Regions from separate parts of the Pan troglodytes genome. Here region 1 is linked to region 2. Evidence: chromatin contacts called from public capture Hi-C data. All regions are on one chromosome and are shown on one strand. Each heading gives the region's core, a stretch centred on a gene start, on an enhancer-like site or on the middle of the called end of the contact. The rest is flanking DNA. Distances are from core to core; before and after follow the strand shown.

Region 1 (6,772 bases), core at 31-2,530, 140 kb before region 2:
AAATATATATATGTATATATCACTTTGGAGATAAGAATAGAAGTGGAAAGAAAAATTAGAAGAGCTTTGCTTTGGCTCAAGTGAGAAATGATGGTAGTTTGGATTGGCAAGATAGAGGTAGAAGTAGAAGGACTTGAAATATTTGTTCGAGGTGGAATTTTCCAGACTTGCCCAGTGTGAGCACTGCCCTCATGACCCAGGGGTTAGATCTCTGAGCTAGACACAGGACTAAAGTTACGGCCCCTAGTCTCTGGAAACAAGGTCTGAGTCCAGGGGCTGCTCATCCTTTGAAACCCAACTTAGACTCACATCGTAATAGTATCATAACGATGACATGATGGTTAATCAAGCACTTCTATGCACTTTAAACACATGAGTTCCAGCCCTGACATTCACCTTTTAGGTGGATAGCATTGTCCTTATTGATCAGGAGATGGTGACTTAAATGATTTGTTCCAAGTTAACGTTGAAAGACTTATTCCAGGCTGGACACGGTGGCTCACGCCTGTAATCCCAGCACTTTGGGCGGCTGAGGCGGGCAGATCACCTGAGGTCAGGAGTTTGAGACCAGCCTTGCCAACATGATGAAACCCCGTCTCTACTAAGAATATATTAAAAACAAAAACAAACAAACAAAAAACTAGCCGGGCATGGTGGTGGGCGCCTGTAATCCCAGCTACTTGGGAGGCTGAGGCAGGAGAATTATGTGAACCCAGGAAACAGAGGTTGTAGTGAGCTGACACGGTGCCACTGCACTCCAGCCTGGATGACAGAGTGAGACTCCATCAAAAAAAAAAAAAAAAAAAGACTTATTCCAAGTCATTCAAATAGTAAATGGATTCCAGCCTAGGTTGTCTGATCCCAAAACCCATGTCCTCTCCCAGGACCATGTTACCTTTCCTGTAAAACTTTCTGTGACATGGGAAGAAAATCCTACCAGAATACTTAGAACTTTAAAGTGTGTACCTTGTTTCTAAAATTGAGATAAAGAACTAGAAGCATTTTTAATAGGAGCATGGGAGTCATGAAACATTTAAAGATTCAACCTTTTATCAAACTCATATATAATGTTGTCACCATGAGTCCTGTTGTCACTGGATTTTATACGAGATTAAATCTCTGTAGTTTCAGATTTTGATGCATTTGAGAGGATAGTTTAATGTCAATGCTACAATACCCAGCAGGGGGCGCTCAATTCCTTTTAGAAAGTTTGAATCACTGGCTGATTGTTAGCTCTGAACGCTGAAGATTCTCAATACGTGTGATCTTTCGCTTGAAAGTGATTCTGCATACCTGGGCTGCCCAAAGTGCTAGCTAGCTAGCAGTTATGTGAGGAAAGCACAGCCTTCCTGGGATTCTGGCCAGCCAGGCTTGGACTGAGCAGCTCACCTAGTGGGCTCCTCACTCATGCTTTGTCGGGGGCAAAGTGAGGGCACCCAAAAGTTGAGGGCAGTTCAGAAATTTTGGTTAAAGAAAAAGAGGTCTGGAACCAGGAATTTTGCCCACCTGTGTCCCCAACTTATAGTCAGGCCTGGGGCTCTTTCATTAAGCTGTTTCCCAGATCTTTGCATGAAATTGTTTGGATAATTTAGGCATCATCCAGGAATAATCCATTAGGCTCTAGAAAGACTGTTTTTCTTTTTTAAAAAAAACAAAACAAAAACTCTTATTCATGTGCAGATTTGTTAATACAGGGACACTGTTGTCACAGGAGTTTGGTATACAGATCATTTCATCACTCAGGTACTAAGCCTAGTACCCAGTAGTTATTTCTCCTGATCCCCTCCCTCCTTCACCCTCCTCCCTCAAGTAGGCCGCAGTGTCTGCTTTTCCCCAGTTTGTGCCTATTGGTTCTCATTATTTAGCCCCCGCTTATGAAAACATGCAGTGTTGGCTTTCTGTTTCTTCGTTAGTTTGCTAAGGATAATGGCCTTCAGCTCCATCCACGTTCCTGCAAAGGACCTGATCTCCTTTTTAATGGCTACATAGCATTCCATGGTGTATATGTACCACATTTTCTTTATTCAGTCTGCCATTGGTGGGCATTTAGGTTAATTCCATGAAAAGACTGTTTTTCAAAGCTTCCTTTCTTGATTTGGCCCCGCTTTACCCACAGTTATATTTGTTCCCCAGTTTCTCACTCTCACTGTGCCATACGCCATCAGTGAGCTCTCGAGGAAAGACTGGGTAGTGGCAGGCCTGAAAAGGCAGCTGGGTGGTCTCCTAAAGGGACTTCATACCTTGTGGCCTTCCTGGCCCAGATGATGGATGGTCCTGGCCTCTGCACCGGAACCAGCCTGGACCAGCTGCTCAGGCATGCAAGCAAGGCAGTTGCCCTGGGCCTGCACTCAAAAGGGCCTGCATTTGGTATAATGCTCCGCTTTTGCTGTCTTGAAAGTGTTAATAATTTTTTAACAAGGAACCCACATTTTCATTTGGTACTTGGCCCCATAAATTGGGTAGCTGATCCTTGAATCTATGGTATCCATCAGGGTTCCATGCTGGACAGTGACTAAACCCAGCAAATGCCCTCACCTTAGAAGTGAGAATTCAAGGGACTGTGGGTGTTGGCCTTTGGGGTGACAGAAAAGCAACCAGGGCCAGGAGGAGCGACAGGGAGAATGCTGGGTCAGACCCCCGGGCTTGCCAGAGTCCTGACAGGGGTTCAGGTCCTCGAATGATCTCCTAGGCAGTTGCTGAAATCGGTTCCTCAGCTCAACTGAACCCTCTGTCTTTTTTGCCTCCTGAAAACTAGCCTCACTGACCATGGGAGGAAGGAGAGGTACAGAACTTGAAGTGAGGTTATCACCCAATCTCAGGGCATGTCCCTGCCTAAATTTCATCTGGCTCTTAGCCAACTACTATATGAACTTGCACTCTGTCACCCTGGTCACAGCAATGCAGCTGTTGCAGAATCGAGCCTCTTGAGTGCTGCAGGTGTGAGAAACACAACTACAGAGCTGGGACCAGTGGTTACCCCATTCCTTCATTAGTTCTGCTCATTACTATAAGGATTTCCACCTAGATTTTTATTTTAGGTTACCAACTGGGTTGAACCATATGAAAAAGCTGTTTTTATACATCAAAAATAGTCAGATAATTGCAATTTCCTGTTTTCAGCTAATATTATTCTTACCAAGAGCCAACTGTGTGTGTATACAAACACACGCACACCACACACAAACCGGATTTGATGGGGGTGGTGGGGGGGACAGGCAAAGGGTGGAGAATTTGAAAACAACCAAATGACTCCAAAGGAAGTAGGGGAGAGGTTGACGTACAGACCCATCCCAGTTATTCCACGCCTTCCCTGTGACTCAGATCCCCTTTATCGTGCTGCCACCACCCAAAGGCAAAAGGGGTTTTCCTCTGCCCATGCATGATCTCCTCTACCTTCTTGGCATCTCTGCCCGTGCTTCCTCCCCACCTGTCATCTTAGTCTCCAGCAGTTCCCCTCTTCCCCTCCACCATGCCCACAGAATGGTACTCACTTGAAGTGGCACACAGTCTAATGGTGCAGGGCTTCTGGTGAGAGTGAGGTGGATGCATCCCTGCCTCTTGGCCAGTGAGGATGCCTGACACCTGTCAATGACTAAGACCTGATGCAGCCTCCCTTTACTCAGCCCAGACAGACAGGAGGCATGGGTCTGCCTGATGAGGCTCTTCTTCCTGGCCTCATTGTCACCACTCTCGCCTCCCAGACCCTACTCTCAGGGATGGGCAGATGTTAAGGATATTCTCCCCACTTACCCTACTGCTCCCCTCTGGGCCTGGAGATTAGGTGCCTATTTTTTAGTCTGAGATCTTAGTCCAGACATACACGCATCATACAGCAAGGGCTCCAGGAGTGCAAGAAAAATGAGTCCCAGGCTGGCTTGTAGAGTCTCAGATGGACTCGAGGCAGAAGTGGAGAGGGCTGGAGGCAGAAGTGGAGAGGGCTGGAGCTCTAGTCCCTCTCCCTTGCATTGACTCTGCTGCCTGCCTCTTTCATCCAGGCTCTCTCTTTCAATCAATCAATCTCCATGTTTGTTCCTATTTCTCTCTTGCTTACTGTGTTTTCTCCCTTGCTCTTTTATTTATTTATTTATTTATTTATTTATTTTTTGAGACGGAGTCTCACTCTGTCCCCAGGCTGGAGTGTGCAGTGGCACAATCTCAGCTCACTGCAAGCTCCACCTCCCAAGTTCACGCCATTCTCCTGCCTCAGCCTCCGGAGTAGCTGGGACTACAGGCGCTCGCCACCATGCCTGGCTAATTTTTTTTTTTTTTTCTGTTTTTAGTAGAGATGGGGTTTCACTGTGTTAGCCACGATGGTCTCCTGACTTCATGATCAACCCGCCTTGGCCTCCCAAACTGCTGGGATTACAGGCATGAGCCACTGCACCCGGCCCTCTCCCTTGCTCTTATTCAAGCATTTATCTAAACATCCTAGTCTATACATTGGACTTGTTTTCTTATGTCATTCAAATTGCAATTATCTCCAAAGTAGAACTTACATCAAATTCATATCTCATTCTGTTTTACATAATAGTTATTTACTTAAAATTATATGTGAGTAAAACGTATGTAGGCTGCCTCAAAGTACAATGGCTAAGAGGACACACCTTTGAGGCAAGAAAGACCTAGGTTCAAAACCCAGCCAAGCAACACACCAGTCCATCTCCAAGCAGGTTATCTGCCTTTCTGAACCTCAGTTTCCTCATTGAAAATGCGGTTGATAATACTGCTTACATGAAAGGCTTCTTGAAGGAGTAAATGAGACAATGCAAGTAAAGTGCTTAGAAAAGTTTCTGGCACATGGTAGCACTTGGTAAATATTAGCCATTGTTTTCAATGTAATACAATAAGTATTTCAAAAAAGTTTACATTGCTACTCTGAAGTCAAGCAAAGAATAATTTTATTATATAAATAATAACTTGCAGATAATCCTTAGGGATCATTTTACACAGTGGAAACAGCCATGAATTAGGAGACAGAAGACCCGGGTTCAGGTTCTGGCTCCACAGTTGCTGACTCTGTGACCAGGAGCCTGATTGTTAACTTCACTGAGCCTACTTCCTAGGGCTGGAGAGTCAAAACATACTTAAAACTGTTTTGCAGTTATAAAGAACTATACACATTTAAGTTAAACATGATTTGTTTACTTCATAATTGTGTAATTTCATTCTTAAATTCATGTTTCATGTAGCGTTTTAATATATGTGCTAATTTAAACCTAATAAATGTACATATGGGCATATCTGTATGTGAATATGCATAAACATCTTTTATAAAGTCTGGAAGAAAAGAAACCATTGGCAGTCGTTACTTCTAGGGACAAGATTAAACTGGTGAGGAAGGAAATCGTCCCACCTTACTTTATATCCTCCTGAAAAGGCAATGAGATTGTGGATAATTTTTTCAAGTAATAATGTTGATATTTTGAGTCAGAAAAGCATTTTTTTTTTTTTTTTGAGACAGAGTCTTGCTCTGTCACCCAGGCTGGTGCAGTGGCATGATCTCAGCTTACTGCAACCTCCGACTCCCAGGTTCAAGCAATTCTCCTGTCTCAGCCTCCCGAGTAGATAGGATTACAGGCACATGCCACCACTCCCGGATAATTTTTGTATTTTTAGTAGAGACAGGGTTTTGCCGTGTTGGCCAGGCTGGTCTCAAACTGCTGACCTCAGGTGATCTGCCTGCCTTGGCCTCCCAAAGTGCTGAGATTATGGGAGTGAGCCACCACGCCCAGCCAGAAAAGCATTATTTAAAAAAATAAATAAATAAAAATAAAAATAAATAAAACTACTCTCACTGCCTTTGAATAAATATTTGAAATGTATGTTAAAACTTATGTCTGCAATCAATAACTTTTCATTCCTCTAATACTCAGCAGTGAGCATCAGCTCTGTGCAAGGCACCCTGAGAGAAGCATACGTAAGTCAGACGTGAATTGTGCCTGAGGTTACACTGTGTTAGACCAGATAAGACACTTATCATATAAAAAGCCAAAATATAAGAAGAAAGTGGTCAGTGTGCCCAGTACACAATAAATGCTAAAGAAATACTTACTAGATAGATAGCGCAGTGGTGCAAGTAGGCAAAGAGATGGATGAATTAATGGATGGATGAATGGATGGTGGTAGTACCATGGAAGAGGGGAGTCAGAGAAGAAATAGATCTCCTGCAGTTGAGGGAATTTAGGAAAGCTTTGTGGAGAAGGTAGCCTTTTGAAACAAAGGCCAGATTTGAACATCTGGAGATTAGAAGACGAATTAGGACAGCACCTTATGGTGATGACATTCTGTCATTTCTGATTTTCTTTCTCCCTCTCTCTCTTCTTTTCAACTAAGGGTAGGGCTGGTGTGTTTGGAAACATATGGGAACATTTTTTTTTTTTTTTTTGGTTGTCACAATGTCTGGGATGGTGGGGGAGGTACCAGAGAATACTGCTACATTTAGTGAGATGTTGGGGTTAGTAAATATACTGCAAAGAAGAATTGTTCTATCCAAAACTCTGATAGTGACCACATTGAGAAATACCAGTAAGTGAGAGAAGCATCATAAATAGATTATTACAATGTCATTTAAAAAAATTGCTGACATAGATATCTTTACAAGTTTTCTGCTTTGTCGGCCGGTTCAGTTGATGTGATCTCCCTTCTAGGCAAAGGAGCAGGGAAGTAAGATTGCAAAGGCCCATGATGGGGCGGGCGGGGAGCAGTGCTGAGCAGACAGAGGACTAGTCTACGGAGATTGAACTTTGGTCTTCAGGAAAAGGGGGCCCAATCA
Region 2 (6,896 bases), core at 1,711-4,210:
TGCACCAGGCTCTTTCCATTGTTCCTGTGCTCACTGCAGGCTCCTCAGCTAAGCCATCTGTGGCCACCACCTTTCTGCTCACCAGGGACTGTCCCCAGTGCCTTTAAAGAAGGGTGGTGCCTCTGGGGCACAAAGCAGTGGCTGGGGCATCAGGAAAATGCTGGCAGGTGCCCCCCTACTCCAGAGAACACAGGATGGCACTCTTTCCTTAGTGCAGTCTGCTCTCCATCCCAGCTTTCCTGGAGCCCATCCCTGGTTTTTGGGAAAGGGACACGTTCAGCCAAACCAGGGACTAACCCTCAGGGTTACCCTGACCAGGATACTGGATGCTCATTTCACTCCCAATAGGCAGATGCCAAAAGTTGCCTGGAGGAGAGTGTGGAGACAGAAGAAAGGGGCCTGACTGGCAGCATTAGACCACAATAATCTGCCGCCCCTACCCCATCCTTGGGACTGTGAGGGATCCAGATGGCTGGGCTAAGGCTGCTGTTATCTCTGCCTTCTGGGCCGGGCTGGGACAGGACTGGCTTCCTTCAGGGCTCTAACTGACACATCTTTTCTTTGATGGGCTAATTCTGTGATATGGTTGTCCTTGGCCTCAGAGTGGTGACTTTTCCTATCCCTGCTGGGATCCTGGGGATGGGGTCGCTGTGATCAGCCCATGACAAGCACTACCCCCTCCAAATACCTAACATGCTATAACATGCTCTTGGAATTCTGTCTCCCTTGGCTTCCGTGAAGGGTCAAAAGCCTCAGAATCTCATGAATCTGCTGTTTAACTCCCTGCTGGCATGTTAGGTATTTTTACAATTGTTCTGAAATCCCATTATCTCAGCCTTCTGAACAGGCTCAGTGTCTCGTGCTGACTGAATACGTGACTGGCCACCAATCCTCCCCTGCTGGCCTCACTCGGGGATGCCAGAGAGCCCTGGGCTGCGGGCTCCCCAAAGCCTGCTCCTCCAACTTCAACACAGTCTCTTTTCCTGAGGCCAGGGCCGTGGGAAAAGCACAGTGATCGCAAAAATAGAATGGAATGGTCTTGGCCACACTGGATAATTGTAAACACAGAATGATGTTTCAAAGAAAAGCAAAAGTAAAAATTATAGAGTTGATGAGCTGGGAGGAGCTCAGTTAATTTTACTCATTCTCTGTAGCCAGCACTTCCCACAGGTGTAATTTTACACTTACCTGTGTTATTATTTGTTTAATTCATTCAACAAATATTTATTGAGCACCCACTATTCTAGATGCTTGCACTACATCCATTATCAAAGCAAAGACCCTGTCGTCCAGGGGCTTCCATTCCAGAGGATTGGTGGGGGAGGTAGAGGACAGCAAACAATTGACTCATAAATCTCAAAATGACAGAGCATGTAAAAGGGGATAAATGTGGCCGGGCGCAGTGGCTCACGCCTATAATCTCAGCACTTTGGGAGGCTGAGATGGGCGGATCACCAGATCAGGAGTTCGAGACCAGCCTGGCCAACATGGTGAAACCCCGTCTCTACTAAAAATACAAAAAAAAAAAAAAAAAAAAAAAAATAGGCATGGTGCCGCGTGCCTGTAATTCCAGCTACTCAGGGGGTCTGACACAGAAGAATCGCTTGAACCCGGGAGGCGGAGGTTGCAGTGAACCGAGATCGCGCCACTGTATTCCAACCTGGGGCAACAGAGTGAGACTCCATCTAAAAATAATAATAATAATAATAATAATAATGTGTTAAGTGCTAGAGAAACAGAAGCCTAAGAACAGGTAAAGCATTGCTGGGGAGTCGGGAGGTTGTAGCTCTCAACTGAGTGAGCAGGGGCAACCTCTGTGGGGAGCATTCCAGAAGGAGCAACTAGCAGAGGCCTGTGGGAGGAACAGGCAGGAGCCAGGCAGCTGGAGCAGGGCAGAAGGGAGTAGGGGGAGAGCAGGGCAGAAGGGAGTAGGGGGAGAGCAGGGCAGAAGGGAGTAGGGGGAGAGCAGGGCAGAAGGGAGTAGGGGGAGAGCAGGGCAGAAGGGAGTAGGGGGAGAGGAGGTCGGGCGGGTACCAGCCTGGTCACTGGCTCACTGTAAGGCCTTGGACTTTTATGAGAATGAAACGGGAGCGCTGCAGGGAATGGGAATGGTGTCTTGCGAGAGCCCCGGGAGGGCAGGGTCTGCAACCCAATGCCTGGAACAGGGCATGGCACCTGGCAAGAACTCAAAAATTCCACTGGAATGAATGAACGAATGAATGAATCCAAGCAGGAGACTATGCCCACACCTCCCCAGAGAGATAGCACTGTAGGTACATTTGGACGAATAGACTTCCAATCTGGTCCATGTATCTGAAACGGAGCTTCGTATCCTTATCAGCTGGGGAGTTTTCTAAATCCTCATACCCAGGCCCCTTCCCAAAACTCTTAATTATCAGGCTGGATGAAGGAGGGTCCTGAGAGGGGCCCACATGAGTATGTGATTCTCATGTGTGCCCCCTCCCTAGTGAGAAACATCAGTCTCGACATTCTCAGCTATTTCCAAATACTCAACACCTGGCATCGTATCCAGCCCGAGGGTACACATTTAATGAATGAACAAATGTTTGTTGACTGAATTCATGGACATTTAAACTCATGGACGGACAGAGCTAATTGACTGCCTTTTTTCAGTTTTCAACTCAGACGTCTGAGATTGCATAAATAAATAGCATTCCAGAGAGAATGGGAATGGGAAGCCTGAAGCCTGAAGCTGTTGTTATCACTGTCCTTCCACCCCCATCCCCCCAAAATATGCCATTACCTATTATCTGGGTCTCTTCTGCTTTTTTGACTTCTGCCCTGAACAAGGGGTAGCATAGGGGATTCAGGGATTCTGAAACCAACTCAATGTATTTCTGCAGAGCTCTGAGCCAGCAGGGCCTCTCCTCAGATGAGAGGGCTACTGAGGAATGAGGCTCTACTACTAGACAGCCCAGTGCTCCTCCCCCAAAAAAGTATTCATGAGTGTGGAGAGGAGTGGGGTGCCCAGAGGGACAAAGGGAGTCAGCCAGTTCACTTCCCTTTCCATGCAAGAAGGGCTCGCCCACATTCCAGGGTCAGGGATGAAATTCTGCTGCAGGAAATGCAGGGGCTTTGAGGACAGTCTGGTCCACCCCTTCCCTTCTCACTTTGCCTGGCCCAGCTGCCCCTCTGTGGAGCCTGGGGCTCCAGCTTAGGGTGCCTGGGTCTCACAGATTCCTGGCCTCTTGCTTGCAGGTGCTGGCTGCCAGAAAGTTTTGCATATAAACAGTAAAGAGCTCCTTATGATCTTGACATACTTGGAATAAGCACAGCCAATTTTTTTTCTCTTCCCGGAATTCAATAAAGGCCAGAAATTCCACAGGGCATCTGACTCAACTCTATTTTCTCCTTTCTCTTGTTTCCCAGCCCTCTCTCCAACACCATAACCTTGAAAGGGCAGCCCCAGGATCGGGTGCTCTGTAGCTGGGCATGAGGGTACTGCTGCACCTGGTGCCCAGGAGTCCCCTGACCTCAGTGAGGCCAGGGCCCACTTGTACACCCCACTGAGGGGTCACCTGTACACCCCGCTGAGGAATCAACTTTGTACTCAGGAGAGTGGGAAATGAGCAGGTGAGGGCCTAGGACAAAAGTCAGGCTAGGGTTCAAATCTGCTCCTCCACTTATCTACTGTTGGCAAATGAGTTCCCCTCTCTGAGCCTCAGTTTTCTCATGCCTAAAAGATGTGTGTCAAAAGTTTCTTCCTCTTAGAGTGGATGTAAGGATTGAATGGGTAATGCACAGAGAGCACTTCATAAACGATAGCTATAACAATTGCATCTTCGTTAGTGCTGAGCACTTGTCCTATTCCAATTACTGTATAAGAATCCAGGATCCTGAACTAAATTAGATATGTGCCAGGCCCTCAGAGACCACCTCAGCAAGGAGACAGACAAGGAAACAGGAGGCTTTGGGAGTTGCATGATTAAATGCATGATTCAATTAAATGTGTGATTCAAGATAGAGAGGAAGGTGGGAATAACCCTTTACAAAGAGATCAAGACAGTTTCGCAGAGGAAAGGACCCCTAAAAACGCTATCAAGGTTGAATAGGAGTCCTTCAGATAAACAAGGGAGAAAGGACATCACAGTTAGAGGAGATAGAACACTGTAAGACTCAGAGGCCCAGCCATCAAGCTCAGTTTGGAAGTCCAGGGTTCAGGTATCTAAAATGGGAAGAGACAAGGGTAATGGGAAGCTGGAAAGATGGGCAGAGTCCATCCTGGAAGGCTTTTGAGGCCTCCCCAAAGAAAGACCTAAACTTTTCCCTAAGGTGGCTGCCCTGTAGTGAAGGATGCAACTGTCAGGGTTTCCTTCTAGGCAGACCTCTCTGGCCATAGTGGGAAGAGGACAGGGGCACACTCTGGAAGAGACCGAGGCTGGGTCAGAGTTAGAAGATGGATGTAAGGGGATAGGGCAGGCACCCCACCCTTCAGTCATTCCCCTGCTCCTTCCTGATCTATCAGGGACCACCCGAACCATTTCTTACATAGTATTTCTCTTTATGCTAGTTCATTTTTAAACCATTTTATGTTACTTCTATTGTACCATTATAGCCACCACTTCATTTTTTCCCTAATATATGCATAAAAATGCCACACTCTTAAAAGAAAAGTGTGGGCAGCAGTGGCTCATGCCTGTAATCCCATCACTTTGGGAGACTAAGGTAGGCAGATTGCTTGAGCTCAGGAGTTCGAAATCAGCCTGGGTAACATGGTAAGACAGCGTCTCTACAAAAAATAAAAAATTAGCCGGGGTAGTGGCATGGGCCTGTAGTCCCAGCTACTGGGAAGGCAGAGGCAGGAGGATGGCTTGAGCCCAGAAGGTTGAGACTGCAGTGAGTGGAGATTGTGCCACTGCACTCCAGCCTGGGCAACAGAGCAAGACTGTCTCACAAAAAGAAAAGAAGAGAAGACTGGGTGCAGTGGCTCATGCCTGTAATCCCAGCACTTCGGGAGGATGAGGCAGGCGGATCACCTGAGGTCAGAAGTTCGAGGCCAGCCTGGCGAACATGGTGAAACCCGGTCTCTACAAAAATACAAAAATTAGGCCAGGCGCAGTGGCTCACGCCTGTAATCCCCGCACTTTGGGAGGCCAAGGGGGGCAGATCATGAGGTCAGGAGTTCGAGACTAGCCTGGCCAATATGGTGAAACCCCATCTCTACTAAAAAATACAAAAATTAGCTGGGCATGGTGATGCACTCCTGTAGTCCCAGCTACTCACGATGTTGAGGCGGGAGAATCGCTTGAACCCGGGAAGCAGAGGTTGCAGTGAGTCAAGATTGTGCGGTTGTACTCCAACCTGGGTGACAGAGCGATACTCCATCACAAAAAAAAAAAAAAGAGAGAAGAGAGAAGAGAGGAGAGGAGAGGGGAGGGGAGGAAAAGGGAGGGGAAGGGAAGGGGAGGGGAAGGGAGGGAAGGGAAGGGGAGGGGAAGGGAGGGAAGAAAAGAATATGTCCATTTGCCATTGGTCACGTCTTTGCCCATCAGTGGCATGTGACTCAGGCCTGGGGAACCATGGATCTTGCTAGTGATAAGAGGGTCTGATTTGGGAGAGATTGGGAACATGTTGGTCAAAAGATACAGCATGTTATACAAATAACATGTTGGTTATTCAGTTAGGAGGAATAACCTCAAGAGATCTATTGTACACTATGGTGACTACAATAAGAATGTTTTGTATACTTGAAAATTGCTGAGAATAGATTTTACACGTTTCCCCTCCGCCACCTCCCCCGCAACACAATGATTAGTATAAGGTAAGGCATATGTTCATTAGCTCTACTTGGCCATTCCACGATGTATACATATTTCCAAACACAATGTTGTTTACCATAAATATATACGATTTGTATTTGTTAATACAAAAATAAAATTTTTAAAAAAGCTTGAGTCAGGCCATGGAAGCAGAGACAGGAGCGGGCTCTGCTCAGTGTGGTATCTGCCAGGCAGGCTCCCTTACTCCTGCTTCTACCTTCAAGGCTCTTGTGACTTTGCTTGGGCTGGCAACGCACAGCACTGTGGCTGCTCTGAGAGTGAGGACCAGCCCAGCCACCCCTTGCCAAGCCCACCCGGACTGTTTTATCATTAGCGCCCCTCCTCATCCACAGCTCTGCTTAGGGCAGAAACAGGCAAAGGCACCTTCCCTAAAGCAAAAGAGATTTCAGCAGACCCAAGGATGACTCAGCTGTGGAATCCTTTGTGGGCAATTGGATTGTGCAGTATTAGTGAAAAATATGTAGAGAGAGAGAGGAGGAAGAAAGGAAGGCAAGAAGGGAGGAGATGCACAATCAGATTCATCTTCACAAGAATTTTGTAAAGCAGGAATTACTGTGCCCATTTTACAGATGGAAAACCAATCGCATTTAAGCCACCTGTCAAGATCGTTTCTAGTAAGTAAGAAATAGATCTAAGCTACTAGTCCAGATCTGTCTGACTGTAAAGCTGCTGCTTTCTTTTCCAAGAATAAGGTCCCTAATCACACCACTGTAGCAGAGCAACTGTTATTTTTTAAAATCCCCTTCTAATCTTCTCTTGTTCAGGTGCCGTAAAGGTATGTATCTTCCTTTTGTTCACTTAATATTATATCATAAACACTTGCAATATTGCTAAATAGTCTTTATTATAATAATAATCACTTTTACATAATATTCCACCCTGTGGACATGCGGTGACTCACTGAGTCATCACTAAATATTTAGGTGGTTTCACCGTCTCAGGATTGTAAATCCTCCCTGCCCCCACCCTTCCTCTGTCAGGCTCCCCTGACATGAGTCAGGGCTCCCACTTGCCCCATGTCTGGAAGGTTATGTAGGTCACCGGGACCTGGTTATGCCTGACATAGTGCAGCAAGGCATTCTAGAGTTTCTCAGG

Evidence for each region. Capture Hi-C pulls out chosen DNA fragments and counts their contacts.
Region 1: a contact with region 2 is called in a capture Hi-C map of stem cell-derived neural stem cells, with 6 times the contacts expected there. The contact joins two enhancer-like sites. A contact is called at or near these places in 1 of 1 datasets of contacts at active chromatin or transcription factors (stem cell-derived excitatory neurons) and 1 of 1 other capture datasets (stem cell-derived neural stem cells).

The regions. Positions count from the first base shown.
Region 1 is chr2:137,710,014-137,716,785 of NHGRI_mPanTro3-v2.0_pri, reverse strand. No RefSeq gene overlaps it. Among named protein-coding and RNA genes, the nearest start is that of CEP63, 14 kb to the left of the region's middle. Within about 2 kb of position 1,280, at least 4 of the 24 cell types and tissues checked have an H3K27ac peak or open chromatin away from gene starts, as enhancers often do. A contact at or near this core is called in stem cell-derived neural stem cells, where this site is marked.
Region 2 is chr2:137,568,890-137,575,785 of NHGRI_mPanTro3-v2.0_pri, reverse strand. No RefSeq gene overlaps it. Among named protein-coding and RNA genes, the nearest start is that of AMOTL2, 44 kb to the left of the region's middle. Within about 2 kb of position 2,960, at least 5 of the 24 cell types and tissues checked have an H3K27ac peak or open chromatin away from gene starts, as enhancers often do. A contact at or near this core is called in stem cell-derived neural stem cells, where this site is marked.